Linked DNA regions of Mus musculus: region 1 is linked to region 2. A link is a contact called in public Hi-C data. All regions are on one chromosome and are shown on one strand. Each heading gives the region's core, a stretch centred on a gene start, on an enhancer-like site or on the middle of the called end of the contact. The rest is flanking DNA. Distances are from core to core; before and after follow the strand shown. Region 1 holds the start of Asah1 (N-acylsphingosine amidohydrolase 1). Region 2 overlaps Mtmr7 (myotubularin related protein 7).

Region 1 (5,175 bases), core at 306-2,805, 780 kb before region 2:
CCCAACATTTACAGCTTTTGCTTGCTATTTTACAGATGAACCTCACATGCCTGGTGTTTGCTATTTCCCATCTAGTAAGTTTCATAAGGGAAGAACTTTGTGCCTTTTTGTTGCTTCCTCAAACTCTGCATCAGAGACCTGATATATTCTGTTTTGTTTTATTTTGGAGATGAAATCTTGCTATCTTGTCTAGGCAGGTTTGAAACGCCAGAGTCAGTGACTGAAGACAGCTTTCTGCCTCAGGTTGCTGTCTAAAACAGTCCTCAGTGTCCCCCTTCAAAAAGTAAGTATTTTCCAATCTTGCTTACCTAAGTAAGATTTCTTTTTTTGTTTGTTTGTTTTTTTTTGTTTTGTTTTGTTGTTGTTGTTGTTGTTTTTTTTTTTTTTTTGAGACAGGGTTTCTCTGTATAGTCTTGGCTGTCCTGGAACTCAATTTGTAGACCAGGCTGGCCTTGAACTCAGAAATCCGCCTGTCTCTGCCTCCCAAGTGCTGAGATTAAAGGCACGCGCCACCACCGCCCGGCCCTCTAAGTGTTTCTTAATCCTGTGTTGTGTATCAACATCTAAACTTCCTCAAAAACAAACAAACAAAAAACAAACAAACAAAAGCCAACTTATTTATCATTTGCCTCCAAATTTAGGTGTTTTTTACACCAAAAAGGAAAAATACTCGGATCCCCAGCACAGGAGTCGGGGGTGAGAATTAAAATAGGATTTTAATGGTCCTGAGTGAGTTTTATAGAAGCATTTTTTTAAAAGCCTCCAAACTTCTTGAGATGCCTGTCGTCGAAGCAGAAAATGTAAATCTAGAGGCATTTTTTTCCTGTTGGATTCTAGATAACTCATCCTATTATGGAGAGCCTTGTCCAAGGTAAAAGCCAAGCAAGTATTTCACTTTTATCTGCTTTTCAAAGTAGACTATGAAGTACCAAGTACCTGTCCTAGGTTTAGGTCCGCTGGACCAACTGGCTTCTCACGAGCTAAAGGAAAACAGGAGTTGAGTAACGCGGCGACAAATACATCGATGAAGGTCCCACCCCTTCAACCTCTCCAACCCCGGACATAACAGCAAGAAACTAAAATCTAAATCCTAGGATTTAGCAGTGCCTTAAGTACCTAGAGTACCCGAGAGATGAAACTTCTGACCCTGACACTTGTCCTCTCTGGTTGTGATCCCTCGGGCAGGATGGATGGATTGAGTGACTCACTTGGAGCCAGCCTTCCCCAGAAGGCAAACTAGGTCTGACGCTATGCTCTGAAACTCTGTCCCTTTGGTGGGCTCAGGAACCGCGACGCCTAGGAGCCAACCTCTCCCGAGTCAGTCGGCGTCCGCCCTCAGAAATCCTCCAGCACCAGCGTCTTGCCCCGGCCCCCGCGCTCCAAACGAGTGAAGGCCAGAGGAAAACTGGAAGTCCCGCCCCGGGGTGCGGCTAAGGCTGGACGAAACCACTGCGTGGCGTGCTGGGGGCGCAGCCCCTCTCGGCCCTGTGCGCGGACTCCGCTCTAGGGACTCGGCCCGGCGCCTCTATCTCTGGCGTGTCCCCTGCCGTGCATGGTGTGGCCCAGGGTCGCTGATCACGCGTTGGGGTGCGGCCTGCTGCTGGTGGAGGTGGTCCCTGCTGCAGCTGCTGCTAGAGTCCCTCGGAGCGGCGCTTGCAGCTGGGAAGATGCGGGGCCAAAGTCTTCTCACCTGGGTCCTAGCCGCGGCAGTCACCTGCGCCCAGGCACAGGATGTGCCGCCGGTGGGTGAGCTCCAGCCGAGGCACAGATGGGGGTGCAGGCGCGGGCTCAGGGGGAGGTGGGCGCAGCTGTGGCGGGGCGGGTGAGGGACACCTGCTCGCGGTCTGTATCTTCCGTGAGGCGTCGGGGGAACTCTGGTTCGGTCCCGCGGAGTATGGGTGCAAATGTGGCTTGTGAACCCCGGGCTAAGTGGCTTTGCTGCTGTATGGACCGAGTACACATTTTAGGGAAGTTCTAACTTTCAAGAACAACTGTGTAGGATTCACGCATTCTCCAATCTTATATTTGAGATTACCAGCTACTGTAGGCGGAACTCTCCAGAGAAAAAGCTAACGATTGACTGGTGGCCGTAGTATTTTCTGCCTGGTTACCTAGTGCTTTTTCCTGAAGAAACCATCGCAGGAAGCTATGGGTCACATGCAGTCTTAGCCCAGATGATGGGAACCCACCCCCACCCCGCCCCCCTAAGAAGGCTGTACTGGCTGTGGCCTTCACGCCCAGGCATGGAATGTCTGTCTGTACCGTGGTGCTGCTCGACCAAGTCACAATGCCACAGACTTTATATATCCGCAAGAGACTGTGAGGAACTAACATGATTCTTGTATTTACTAGAAGAGGAAGTATAGCCCTGGAGTGAAAAATGTAGCCAGAGGTCACATCGTTGTTCCCAGAAACATTTCTAAGTTCAGCCTCTAGGTCAAAGCCCGACAGCGACATTTCATAGATCGATTCTATAAAGGCTATAGAATTGAAGACTGTTTTGTTGCCAGATTTGATAACTAGGAACCTGGATGCACCTTACCTGTGCCAGATGACAAGAATTTTGAAAAGAGGCAAGACATTGGAAATGGGAGCAGCAGGAGTTCTTTTAATTTTATTCCTAGAAGGAGAAATGCTTTTTTGAATTTGAGAGAGAGAGAGAGAGAGAGAAAATTAGCCAGCCACTAGAATAGATACTTAGTAGATAAAAGTAGAATGCACATCAGGGCAGAGGGTGGCACACGCCTTTAAATCCCAGCACTTGGGAGATAGAGGTAGGCGAATGTTCTAGGACAACAATGGACACAGAGAAACCTTGTCTGAAAAACACCACACAACACAAAGTAGAATGCAGAATGGTATACAGAGTAATTTCAGTGACCAAAACCCACATAGTATGTACAAAAGATTGAAGGAAGAGCAAAACGTTTGCTCTAGTGTAGATAAAGAATTGATTTACCAAACTTGGTTGGGATTGTAAGAATTGTTGAAGAATTAAGTATTTTGATAGCTTGTGCCTTTTTGCCCAAAGATTACCAAAGGACACATAATGGTTGAGCAAACTAGGTCTAGTGTTTGATGTGAGGGACTGATATAGACCTTTTCAACCGTGGGTTAAGTAACAACAAATTCTAAACAAAATACTTGGAGAATTTGAGTGTAACCCAGGATTTGTTGTAGAGAGTAGAAGCAGAGCATCCTTTGATTTAGCAAGAGATGCTGTTCTGAGTTACACAGTGTGTAACTCTTTATCAGTGTGTAGACACAATCATGATACAAGCTTGCTTTGTCTCACTTTGTCTCTGCGGTACTTAATTCCTCTTTGTGTCCAAGAGCAGAACACAAGTCCATGGGGTCCTATAGGCCTGTAAGGTGTTAATGTGCAGCTATGAACTCAGAGCAGTTTCATGTCCTTAGAGCTGTTATTTTTGTGTTTGTTTGCTTTTATTCTTTCTTAATACTTTGTTTTTAAATGAAGATATCTTGTTGTTTGTTTCTTTATCTGGTTTTGGTTTTTTTTTGGGAGGGTTGTTTGTTTGGTTTTGGTTTTTGTTTTTGTTTTTTTTCCCCCAGTGCTAGAGTGCTCACCCAGGACCTTACACATACTGGGCAAAAGGTCTTTTTTTTTTTTTTTTCTTTTCTGATTTTTTTTCAAGACAGGGTTTCTCTGTGTAGCCCTGGCTGTCCTAGAACTCACTCTGTAGACTAGGCTGGCCTCAAACTCAGAAATCCGCCTGCCTCTGCCTCCCAAGTGCTGAGATTAAAGGCGTGCAACACCACTGCTTGGCTGGCAAACGGTTCTTATAGTTATATCACTAGCCCAAGCAAAATATTTCATTGTTTTCAAAATATGAAAAATTAATAACCCTTCAATTGATTTAATGATTTTTTACTCGGAACAGTGGATATCAAAATCTAGTCGGTCTACTGATAATCTGATTGGAAAAGTGTTTGCACAGGTCTTAACTGAAATGAGAAAAAAATAAGAGTTAAACAAAAATAGTAACTTTCCTTATATTTTGGTTTTATGGCCATTTTATTGTTATTGAGCTTTTCTCTCATTAAAATGACAAAGTCAGGTGTTACATGGAGAGGATTTATTTTGTTTTAAAATCTTCACTTACAAAATAAAAATTGGGACCCTTTTTGAGTGGAGGCACTGTTAAAATTTTCACTCTCTTGAAGATATTGGGACCCAGTTTTCTTTTTTTTTTTTTTTTTTTTTTCGAGACAGGGTTTCTCTGTGCAGCCCTGGCTGTCCTGGACCTCACTTTGTAGACCAGGCTGGCCTCGAACTCAGAAATCCGCCTGCCTCTGCCTCCCGAGTGCTGGGATTAAAGGCTTGTGCCACCACACCCGGCATGGGACCCAGTTTTCAAAAGGCCCTTTAAGAGCTGCCTGGAAGCCTGGGGACCTTGTTTTCTGACAGAATGGAAGACAGTTATTTTGGGGGGTTTTGTTGACTTGTTTGTTTGATTGTTTTTTGGTTTTTTTTTTTTAGTTTGAATCATTATATGAATAATAAACTAAACTTTTTATTGTAGTGTAGCCTGTGGTAACCAAATATATTTCAAAATGACCTTTGATAGGTGTGGATAAGGACAAGCTTCAAATGACAAATGAGTTATTTCGTTTGGAACATTGACTGAGCGTTTTAGTTTTATGTTGGAGGCTTTTTTCAGTATAAGTAATTGAAGGTGATCTTAAGTTATTCTTCACTATTCCATCTATGAAGAGTTCATTAAGATATATTGTGCAGAGAAAAGTAGCTAGTAGAGAAAAATCCAGAAAATGAGCCGGGATATTGATAGTCTAGGCATAATGGTAATCTTTGAAGCCACTGGAGCGGATAAGCTTTTCTATGAAAAGTATAAATGAGAAAATGAGAAGCAGCCAAAAGCTGAGTGAGTTTCCCATGTGTGTGCCAAGTGAAGAAGAGGCCAGCAAAGTTAATGGCACAGCCCAAATGGGCAAGCTCCCATGGCAGGACGGGCAAGGAAGGGATCGAGGGGGTTACTGTTAAACACCATTGAGAATGGAGTGTCCATTCTGCTGGCGACTGGAAGCTACTGCTTGTCTTGTAGGTAGTACAGTGACAGAAAGGCAATGCAGCAGGATGAGGAGTGATGGGAAGGAAAAGACCTGCAGAGAAATGACCACGCTCTCAGTAATAGA
Region 2 (5,845 bases), core at 2,291-4,790:
GGAACGCCAGGGCCAAAAAAATGGGAATGGGTGGGTAGGGAAGTGGGGGGGAGGGTATGGGGGACTTTTGGGATAGCATTGGAAATGTAATTGAGGGAAATACGTAATAAAAAAAACACCAAAGCATATAAAAATAAATGAATCTTTAAAAAAATAAATAATAAAAAAAAACCACATTGAGATACCACCTGACATCTATTAGAGTGGCAAGTGTGTAAAAGAAAGGAAACTCTGAGATCAGAAAGGAGATACAGAAAAGAGAAGTCTTGTATACTGTGGGACTATAAATGCTTGTCGCCAATATCGAAAACATTGTGAACACTCCTAAAAACTAAACATAGAGCTACCATCAGATTCACCTGACAGATTTGAAATCATTATGTTGAAGAGGTGTCTCCTTCCATGTTCAGTGTAGCAGCATCCACAGTGGCACGGTTATTAGCCTGTGTGCTCATCAGCTGATGAATGGGTAAACAAAACGTTCAGTGTCCACATGTGTCCGTTACTTTTCTATTGCTCTGATTAAAATATCAGCAAAGACAGCTTATAGAAAGAAGTGTTTGTTTGGGTTTGGGGTTGCAGAGGGTTGGAATCCAGAAGACAGCTCACACTGGAAACTGAGAGCTCACATCTTCAACCACACCCAAAAAGCGGGGAGAACAAATTAGTAGTGGGGTAAAACTATAAAACTCCCAAAGCCCTCCCCAGTAATGTGCGTCCTCCAGCAAAGCTCCACGTCCCATAGATTCTGTCTCCTCAACAGCACCAACAAGTGACTGAGCACTTAAACACATGAGCCTCTGTGAGGCGCTCCACATTCTGATTCCCGCAGGACAGGATGGATAATCTTGAGCTCTGAAGAAGGCAAACATTCTCTCATTTGTGAAAGTGTGGATGCAAATAGAGAACTGTGTGTGAAATCAAGTAAGCTAAAGGAAGACCATAGGGCATATCTGCGTAGGTTTGGAGTTTAAAACTGGTGGGCCCATAGACGTGGGTAAAAGGACGGTGGCCATGCAAGGGAAGTGGAGGGAGTAGAAAGGTCTTATCCAAGAGTCCAAAGCCCCAGGTAGGAAGAATAAGACAGATTCTCTTTGTTTTTGTTTTTTTCTTTTTTTGATTACATAGCATGACAAGCCTAGCTATTAATGAGTATCATACATTTCAGCACTGTTACGACTTCATACATCTCATCACAAAGCTGTTTATTATGTCCAAGTAAATTACCTTGATTTAATCCTTCCATTTTGTATTAAAAATCCTGACGGGACTTGCAGGGTGACTCAGTGGTTCAAACTGCTTGCTATGCAAGATTGAACACCTGAGTTTGGTTCCCCTGATCCTCCTGAGGGTTGTTGTCAGACCACCGTGCCTGTGCCAGGACCCACACAACACACGTACACTCATGCACATGCACACATACACACACACACACACACTACACACACTACACACATGCACACATACACTCACACACACGCTCACACATATATACACACACTCGAATATACTACTCACACACACGCACATGCACACATAACACACACACTCATGCATACACATATATACATACACTAACATACACTCACATACACGCTCACACTCATACATATATACACACACTCACATACACTACACGTACATGCACACATAACACACACACACTCATACACACATATATACATACACTCACATACACACATATACTACACACACATACACACACAGAAATAATAATAATCTCAACACCACACTGATCCTCATAAGTAAATACCTATAATTTGTCATTATAAAAATTAAAGACTATATCTGTAAACAATAGCCCTAGGCATTTTTAGTCCAATTTTTAAAAAAAAAAATCTTCCTTCCCTGGTGACTATTAAAATTTTTGTCTGATTTTATGATAAGCAGTGGAGTAGGAAGCATAGTTATGAAATGGGAACCAGTCTGTGAAATTTACATCTGTGCTGGGGTACGCACATTACGTAATCCCCGATGTACAGCGTGGGCAGTTCTTCTGAATAGGAGACTTACGCACAGTACGTTAGCAAGATGCAGGTTTGGTCAACAACGATGTGGAGGCTTTCTTGCCCTCATGGAATTTTAAATTGGGCCTGAGAGTTTGTTTAAGCATCCCTTTCTGTAAAAATGCCCCACAGAAAAGAAAACATTTTATAATTTCCGTGTGAACCTAGGCTAATGTCTTCCAGCTCCAGGGTGATGGCCCCGCTCACAGCTCTTGGTCTTGTGCAGTTTTGATGTTCAGCATCAGCACACATACAGAGAGCTGTCAGTCATGCCAAGTTTTTCTCTTCCTACCTTCAACCCATTTGTAAACGTTTAACAAAGGGAGCTTAACTTCCATTATTACCACCAGGGAGCTGAAGTTGTCTCAAGAGATCCATTTGGCATCTCTGACAAATTGCATCTGCTAACTGCATTATGGCAGCAGAAGTCTGTGTCATAAAAATGGTTCTCAGTAATGGAAAAGATGGGTCAGAGTTGAACAGCTGTTCCCAGAACTGGACCGCAGTCATCTCTGCTGTTCCCCAGTAGCTCATAGGACAGGTCTCGTCTGTGAGTGAGTGTGCACCTTTCTCATCTGATCCACAGCCTGTTCTGTTTTAAAGTTTAAAAGTGACATCAAGAACACTCAAGTGGAGTGAGGTCTGTCTAGTTGGGCCTCTTATGGGTCAGGCGAAAACAATTGGGTCCTTAAAAACGCCCCTATCTTTCTTCAGAACATGACGGTGCCTTTCTTCTTTCGTGTGGGTGAGTCATCTTAACAGCAGTCAAAACAAGCTTGCAGCTGAGTTTTCCTTGGCTCCTTGTTGGTGGCCAGATCCTGTGTAGGGCCTGCAGGAGCCTTAAATTGTCTGCACAGAGGGCTGTCAGCAAGCTGAGCACTGAGGACCTGGGAAAACGGAGGCACATGGTGGAAGGAGGGAGACAGGAAGTTTAGGTGGAGGAGGGGAAATAGGGAAGAACTGAGCGCTGCTGTGTGGGTGCGTGGGGCACCATGATGCTGAGTGTGACCCAGCTCTGTGACCCTGAGTGAGCGCCGCTCCCCAGCCTCCTTTGCTGTACTTTTCCCATCTTTGAAGCGAGGATTAGCATTGGTGTCCTGCTAGGGTGGATTGGTCTGTTAGAACAAAATCTAGAATAAAAACAAGGCCTCTTCCTCTTCTTCTTCCTCCTCTTCCTCCTCCTCAAGAGTTAAGACTTGCACTTTCAATACAGTAGCCACTGGCCACAGAACTGTCCCTGAGCTGTAGTAATACAACTACATGTGGAGTCCCAAAAGCCAGAACAAAATGTGTATTCTGTACTATATTTTGTACTATATACACGTTAAAGTAACCATATTAGCTATAGTGGATTAAAATACTACTAAATTAATTTCAGTTTCCTTTTAATTTTTAATGTGGAAACAGGAAGTTTTGTAATGATGGTGTGGGCGACATGATATTTCTGTCGGGCAGTGTGCTGAATTGTATACTTCCCTTATAAGGCAAGGCCAGAGCAAAAAGAGCCAAGTGCTAGGTTTTACTGGGAAAAGGGAAACCGTGAGGCTGGCAATGCTGCTGAAGGAAGGCTTTCCTGGTCCATCCCTCAGTTCCGGCTCCAGGCACAGGCTGCTGCTGTGCATTATAAACTGGTTTTATTAATTACGCCTATAAATAACTTAAGAGCAATACAATTATATGTAGTTGTTAAAAATAGACTTTTTAATGGAAACATGTGAAAAAATCCATACCTTTTGTAGCTATTTTGTTTCTGCTTTCTTAATATTGTAAGCATCTCTTAGAACCCATTCCAAATCCAGACACGATAGATGTCTGATGAATCCCTACATTCTTAATTATTTTTATGCTCCATACTTTATGTATTTTAGAAACTGCCAACAAGGAGACACTGTGTTTTCCATGGGGAAGGAGGCTTCCTCCGAGTTGCATGCAGATGCCTCCAGACCTTCTTGTCATTGCCGGGTGCCCTTGTCCCCATGCTGGGGTGGGAGGCTGATGGTGAACTCCAGCTGGGACAGAATGGTTTTGGGGCAAATGGGTTCTGGCTTTGACCTGGCTTGACTTGGCTGTCCTCTCTTTCTCTTGCAGTGAAGTACGAGGAGCTATACTGCTTTTCCTTCAACCCCAAGCTGGATAAGGAAGAACGGGAGCAGGGCTGGTTGCTGGTTGACCTTAGTGAAGAATACAAGCGAATGGGCCTCCCTGATAATTATTGGCAGCTCAGCGATGTGAATAGAGACTACAGAGTGAGTGGCGCCATTTTAGTGGAGTACAAACACTTAACTTCTCATGAGGTTACCAAGTCAGTTAGCATGGGATAGCCTTTATCTCTTCTAGATTTTGTAGCTCTTTGTAGATGGAGTCTGACTTGTCCCCATTTCTTTCACTGTGCTGGTCCCTGCCCCCTCCAGGACTGGGGACTGAGCCCAGGCTCTTATGCCACATGAGTAATCTGTCACTGTAGCTATGTCCCCAGCCCATTCTGCCCTTCTCTTCCAACTGCACCTAGAATGAATCCCTCAAGACCGTCCCTCCATACTCCTCCTCTTAAGGGGTGAGCATTTGTGAACTCCGAACCGCCCAGTGCAGACTTTGTGGCCAACAGTTGATGAGAGAGCTGGCTGGGACCTCATTCTCCCATCACATCTTTTTATAGCACAGGGGACGATTAGTGTGGAAATCCGAGGGACCCTGATGGCAGTTTGGCACCAGCCTCTTGATATGCTCACTGTATTCTCAATTGGTACATAAGGTCACCAAGAGGCTCCCTAGAGGGATGTGAAAAAAAAAATGTGCCTGTCCTCCCAGGAAGGAGTGCCAAGTGAGCCTCTTGTTCTCTCCAGTGAGGAGTTCACAAGTCACAATTAATTCCTCGTGCTCCAGGGACTTAGCCAGAACAGGGAGATGGAGACTGGGGGTGGCGGGGAGAGATGGTAATTCTTCCAGTTTAACCCTGGAGTGTGTTTGTGGGTGTGTATGCTGAGGCTCAAGCCCGGGGTTCTGTGCCTGTCATGCCAATGGCAGACCACTGAGATGTGCTCCAAGCCCACTCTTCTGTCTTATCTTCCTTCCTTCCTTCACAGTTACATACTTTGACAGCCTCTCTTCTTATTTAAACAGTGCCCATGTTTAGTGGCCATTCGTAGTGACATTGAGTCTCCTCTTCACATTCCTGTTTCTTTGTTTCACAAGATTGTCTCGGTGTATATTTATAGATACTGTTATTGCTCATGTAGCTATTATGAATACATCCCAGCATGTTTTCTGACCTTCAGAACTTTTGATTTATGATTTGTTTTGGTTTTTTTTTTTTTGAGATAGTCTCAGGTAGTTCTGGCTGAACTCAAACTCAGAGTTTAAGGATGGCTTTCAACTCCTGGTCCTCCTGCCCCTTCATGTAAAGTGCTAGGGCATAGCGCGTGCTTCCATACCTGACTTAGGGGCGCTGGACATTGAACCCAGAACTTCTTACATGCCAGGGGAACACTCTGCCCTCCGAGCTACATCCCAGTTCTAATCATTTATTTTAATCATGATTTCTGCTTTTATATGTTGCTAATCGTCTAAATTTGACACTGTGTAAGAGCTACAGCTAACATCTTTACTAATTATGATTGTTATAGTTTGATACTAAACCTTGCCCCAAAGTCAGGTGGGTTTTCACTATTATCCAGAGTATCTCAGAGATACAGGTTATTTGAGATACAGTTGGTTCCTTATGATAATAAAACTTCCTTGTTATTATGCATAAACTCAATTACAATACCTAACATAATCTTCATGAAGTGCTGGGTTAGTATCATTAGCCTGATTGCCCT

What was found. A called contact is a pair of places that touch in the nucleus more often than the background predicts.
Region 1: a Hi-C map of adipose-derived mesenchymal stem cells shows a contact between it and region 2, with 3 times the contacts expected there. The contact joins the promoter of Asah1 here to the enhancer-like site in region 2. A contact is called at or near these places in 1 of 484 Hi-C or Micro-C datasets (adipose-derived mesenchymal stem cells) and 2 of 115 datasets of contacts at active chromatin or transcription factors (both in embryonic stem cells).

The regions. Positions count from the first base shown.
Region 1 is chr8:41,371,077-41,376,251 of GRCm38.p6, reverse strand. Asah1 (N-acylsphingosine amidohydrolase 1) reads left to right here and starts at 1,555. Exons shown (of 14, transcript NM_019734.3): 1 at 1,555-1,742. The coding sequence starts at 1,668.
Region 2 is chr8:40,595,711-40,601,555 of GRCm38.p6, reverse strand. Mtmr7 (myotubularin related protein 7) reads left to right here. Exons shown (of 14, transcript NM_001040699.1): 4 at 4,116-4,273. Among named protein-coding and RNA genes, the nearest start is that of Mtmr7, 36 kb to the left of the region's middle. Within about 2 kb of position 3,540, at least 82 of the 459 cell types and tissues checked have an H3K27ac peak or open chromatin away from gene starts, as enhancers often do. A contact at or near this core is called in adipose-derived mesenchymal stem cells, where this site is marked.